2 separate regions of the Macaca mulatta genome follow, and region 1 is linked to region 2. A link is a contact called in public Hi-C data. All regions are on one chromosome and are shown on one strand. Each heading gives the region's core, a stretch centred on a gene start, on an enhancer-like site or on the middle of the called end of the contact. The rest is flanking DNA. Distances are from core to core; before and after follow the strand shown. Region 1 holds the start of ACTL6A (actin like 6A). Region 2 holds the start of MFN1 (mitofusin 1).

Evidence for each region. A called contact is a pair of places that touch in the nucleus more often than the background predicts.
Region 1: a Hi-C map of fetal cortex germinal zone shows a contact between it and region 2, with 2.2 times the contacts expected there. The contact joins the promoter of ACTL6A here to the promoter of MFN1 in region 2. A contact is called at or near these places in 2 of 14 Hi-C or Micro-C datasets (fetal cortex germinal zone and fetal cortical plate).

The regions. Positions count from the first base shown.
Region 1 is chr2:91,570,871-91,573,570 of T2T-MMU8v2.0, forward strand. ACTL6A (actin like 6A) reads left to right here and starts at 1,273. Exons shown (of 14, transcript NM_001104559.2): 1 at 1,273-1,477. The coding sequence starts at 1,453.
Region 2 is chr2:91,336,854-91,339,553 of T2T-MMU8v2.0, forward strand. MFN1 (mitofusin 1) reads left to right here and starts at 1,375. Exons shown (of 18, transcript NM_001266266.1): 1 at 1,375-1,419; 2 at 2,493-2,611. The coding sequence starts at 2,500.

The DNA.
Region 1 (2,700 bases), core at 23-2,522, 230 kb after region 2:
GAGTCCCGGCCCACGGGATTGTCAAAGCAGGCCCTGGAAGAGGGGGTGGGAATTTGGGGAACAAGAGACACGAGAAATGGAGACAAGACAGTATCCTGATCAAGTCTCGTTTAATGGCGGTAATGCAATGCCTTATATACATTTGGAGGGGAAGGGGTTGGGCTAAGGCGGAAATTACCTAAAAAAGGAAGGCGTGGCCAGATAAGCCTCGGTTTCTCCGGTCGGACGTCATGTTGCGCCTGCGCAGTCAGGTAGTCTTGTCCCAGGCGCGGGAAAAAAGAATGAAAAAGAAGCAGGAAGAGCGCCATCTTTTAATGGCGGTATTAATACAGGGAAGAAGGTAAATCTAGGGAGAAGATGTGGGGTGGAAATGAATATAGCTCAGGCATTTAATCTTTAATGATTATTCACTATGGCCGGGCGTGCAGCTCCGGACACTTCACCTCCTGGGTTCAAGCGATTCTCCTGCCTCAGCCTCCCAAGTAGCTGGGACTACAGGTGTGTGCCACCACGCCCAGCTAATTTTCGTATTTTTAGTAGAGACGGGGTTTCACTGTGTTGACCAGGCTGGTCTCGAACTCCTGACCTCGTGATCTACCCGCCTCGGCCTCCCAAAGTGCTGGGATTACACGGGTGAGCCACCACACCCGGCCTGAAATTTTTTTTTTTTTTTTAAGAAATTGATTTTTTAAATCGTTTTTAAAGCGCTACCTAGGTTTAGCTGGGATAATGCATCATTTCATTCTTCTTTTACTTATTAATAACCATTTTAAAAATTACAAGATCCTATCAATTTGTCTGATTTACTGATTCCCCTATCCCAAAGTGGAGCGCAAAATTTTTATTTCTTCAACCTAAAGTTAGTTTAAAATACTTTTTCTGAAGAAAAAAAGAAAGAAATCCACATTGCCCACAGTCACTGGACAGGAATCTCAGCGTGGAGACACACGTTCAATTTCCAGAAGTCTACCTTCCCCTACCCAGGTTCCCGCAGCTCCTCAGCGCCCAGCCGCACCTCTTACGCCCCTCCCATGCTTCCCTCCAGCCTTCCTCCTTCTTCTCCCACTGCCTCCGCCCACTCTCTCGCCCACCCGGGAAGCTCCGCCCGCTTCAGCTCCGCAACCCAACTCCTTCTGTCCGGCTGTCGCTTTCCTCTTTCCCCGCCCCCATGGCTGCCTTCGATTGGCTAAACCTGCTGGGCCGCGGCGGGGATGCGGCGCAGCCGCATTCTGATTGACTAAACGTAGGCCTGGACCCTCGTGATTGGCTGATAGGAGGAGACAGCAAGTGTAGCTGAGCTCCGGGGTGTGTGGACGCCGCTTTGTTGCCTGAGGGGGGTGGCGGTGGAAGTTAAGGGAGTCAGGGGCTATCGCTTCTCGGGACTCGCAGTCGCGGCCACTGCAGTCACTTCTCCAGTTAGCCCTTAGGGTAGGGGTCGCGCCGGCAGCAGCCATGAGCGGCGGCGTGTACGGGGGAGGTGAGTGAGTGCGGCCGGAGGAGAGAGCGCGCGTTTTCGGCGTGTGGGGTTTGTAACCGCCGCTCCCAGCCCTCCCCTCCTCGGCGTTCCCTTCCGGTTTCCCCCTCTCGGGACCCCGGCCTCCCCGCCCCATCCCCGCCCCACGCTCTGCCCGCCCCCGGAGCCCACCAGGCTCGGCCAGCGCCTCGGGCGCCCTGGAGTGGCGGCTCTCTGTGGCCGGTTCCTGCCTCTGCCCCCGGAGAAGCAGGGTTTTGGGATGCACGCTCGTTTCTCTAGAGAGCCTCGGGGCTGGGCGGGAAGCTCAGTCCAGCCGGCCGCCGGGCCCCGGGTTGCGTTACCGCCCCAGGGTCGCATCTCCACGAGTGCCTCCTGGACTCGGCTGTGTCGGGGCGCATGTGCTCGCGCCTAAACTTGGAAGGTCCCGGCGGTTTGCAAGCGTGGACGGAGGGTTCCCAGAGCGTCTCACAGGTGGCAATGCGAGCCTCAAGCCGTAGAACTGACTAGGGAAGCGGCGGCCACTTAGGGTACTGCCTCCTCCCTGTCTGTGCCCCATGCGCGAGCTGCCTCACCTTTCAGTAACTCCTGCCTGTTTGTTGGCTGCGGAGTCTCCAGAGTGACTCGTGGGCGGGTCTGTTTGAGATTAATTCAGGAGCACGTGTAGTTTAAGGATGCCCAGAAAGTTTGCCGGGGGTCCTAGGCGTCTTGTTTTTTCACTTATCCTTGATTAGACTGGTGTGGCAGAAAGATTACCAGGTGCGGGGGGTTACAGACCTGAGTTGAAATATCCGCCTCACTGTTGAGCGCTTTGGTCTTAGGCAATTTACATAATTTTCCAACTTCAGGCCTCATTTGTGGAATAATTCCTAGCCAATGGGGATGGGCGTAAAGGTTAAATGAAATAATGCTACATTTGCCACTTAAAGTCTGGTCCATGGACCAGCAGTGTCAGCATCACCTGCAAGCCTCTTAGAAATGCAGAATCTCACGCGTCATTCAAAATCTACTGATTTAGAGCCTCCATTTTTGCAAGATCTGCAGGTGAATCAAAACACTGATACATATAATTAATGTTTTGGGTTGTGTTTGATGAGTTAGAGACCCAGAAAACAAATCCAGACTATTGCTATTGTTGCTGTGTCTAGTAGTGATGCTGTTTCTATAAAGGATGTCATTTTACAGGTAAGATACAACAAAAATAAGATTTTTCCTTCATGTTCCCCAAG
Region 2 (2,700 bases), core at 125-2,624:
TGTATCTAAGTATTTGCTTTATGTATAACGCTACCTACCATACACATTTTTGTAAGTTTTTTATATACTTGTGATTCAGTACTTCCAAAATATATGCAGAATGACTAAAGTTTATACTCCCATCAGCAAGATCATGTTTCCTCACAGGCTTACCAACAATATCATACAATTTTTAAATTTCCTGTAAATCTTAAGGGTATAAAGTAGTACATTATTATTGTTTAAATTTGCATAGATCTGATTACTAACAAAGTTGAGACTATTTTAATATGCTTATTAGTCATTTTCACTTTCATTTTGTGAAATGCTTCTCCCTATCCTTTGTCTGCTTTTCTCTCTGTTGGGTTTTCTGCTCTATTTTCTGAAGTTCTTTTTATTTATTTATTTATTTATTTATTGAGCCGGAGTCTCACTCTGTCGTCCAGGCTGCAGTGCAGTGACACAATCTCGGCTTACTGCAAGCTCCGCCTCCCGGGTTCACGCCATTCTCCTGCCTCAGCCTTCCAAATAGCTGGGACAATAGGCGCCCGCCACCATGCCCAGCTAATTTTTTATGTTTTTAGTAGAGACGGCGTTTCACCGTGTTAGCCAGGATGGTCTCGATATCCTAACCTTGTGATCCGCCCGCCTCGGCCTCCCAAAGTGCTGGGATTACAGGCGTGAGCCACCCCACCGGGTCTGGAAAGCTTTTAAACTCGGAAAGTGATATGATCTGGATTTTTCTTTTCTTTTTCTTTTTTTTTTTTTTTTTTTAATTTGGAGACAATGTCACGCTCTGTTGCCCAGGCTGGAGTGCAGTGGCACGATAAATCATAGTTCGCTGCAGCCCCGGGCCCAAACAATCCCCCCACCTAAGCCTCCGAAGTAGCTGGGACCACAGGTGTGTGCCACCACACCTCGCTAGGTTTTTAAATTTTTTTTTTTTAATTTTTCATTTTTTTATTTTGTAGAGACGGGGAGGAGGAAGCGGCGGGGTGGGGCTCCCTATGTTGCCCAGGCTAGTCTCGAACTCCTGGTCTTAAGAGATATCCCACCCCTTCGGTCTCCCAAAGTGTCGGGATTACAGGCGTCAGCCACTGCCATCATTGGAAGCTAGCTAAGCCTAGGCTGGGCAGAGACTTGGACACTTTGAGGGGAGAAGGGAGGGTGAGAAGTTGGAAAGGGGAACGGAAAACCACTCTCCTGGTAGCAGTCCCTGCCCACAACAAACCTTGCCTTCTGCCCTTAAGGAAAATGGCGCCTGGCATAGATGCGCTTCCGGCCACGGAGCCAAACAGAACAGAGGAGGCAAGAGGCCGGAAGTGGCCGCCCTTTGCCACTCCCCCTGCCTCCTCTCCGCCTTTAACTTCTCGGGAAGATGAGGCAGTTTGGGATCAGTGGCCGAGTTGCTGTTGCCGGGTGATAGTTGGAGCGGAGACAGTGAGTGCCGGCTGCCTCGACAGCTAGCACGTTTGCGACGCTCGGAGTGACCTTCGAGCGACTGGGGACAGGGGGGCGGGAGTCGTGCATGCAGCGTTCTGTGACGAGGCGCCGCCCGCCGCGGTCCTGTGGGAAAGGAGAGAGCGAACCGTCAGGCGAGCGGGGCTGGCGGCCGAGTCGAGCCCACGGAGCCCACGAGGCCGAGCTCGGGGGTGGGAGTGGGGGATCCGGACCTGGACGGGCGCGCGTGGGGCTGGGGTGGGCTCTGGCCCCGACCACTGCGCCCGGTGTGAGAAGGCGGGAGGCTTTTACTAAGGCAGGTGTTCACACCGGCCGGACCGGGGCGTTGCCCCCACCCGGCTTTTCCCACGCAGCTCCTTCGCGCGGTCATTTCTGGACTCTCTGGAAGGATCCGCCTTCTTTATGGCCAGTGTTCCTTTCCATGTGCACACCAGGATTAGGCCGTGATTGTTTGTCTTTGGTGTCTTTTTCTTGAGAAACCACCTATGCTTTCTGAGACTCATATTCCTTGAAGTTTCTGATACTTTGGCTGGAAGCGTTAATGCCCTCTTTAAGCCTTACCTCCTCATTTGTAGTGATGAACTCCGTCTTTCTAAATGTCAGCCTCACGTTGTGATCTTAGAATTTTATTTCCTCACTCTGCATATCCACCCCCACTCACCTAGAGCTTCAGGTTGAGAAACTTAGTAACTTCGTTATTGTTTGTGAACTTGGCTTCCTTTCACTAACCCTATTCCCTGATGTACTTTATAGTCACATGCAGTGACAAACTTAGTCACAATTAGTTTCATCTTCACCAAAGGGAAAAGGGAAATTGAGTCGAAATTGCAACCAAAATTTTGGCTAATAGATTTCACTTATTTTAGTGAAATATCATTCAAAAGTCATCTCTAATTGTCTGACTAGAACACTCCCAAAAAAGAATTACCTAAAAACGTTTTGCCAGCATAATTTATCTCATTGGGGAGTTGATGACTGTCACTGGTGTGTCATCAGTTTACATGTCTATCATCCACTTTAGTTTGTGCTTTTCTAACTTTATCTCCCCCTAGTAGCATAATGGCAGAAACTGTTTCTCCACTGAAGCACTTTGTGCTGGCTAAGAAGGCTATTACTGCAATCTTTGACCAGTTACTGGAGTTTGTTACTGAAGGATCACATTTTGTTGAAGGTTAGTTCTTCTTAAGTTCTTAAAGTAATTACTGTTGAAAATACATAAAAGTGCGTATTCTTTCAACATTAGTTATTGAACACATATAG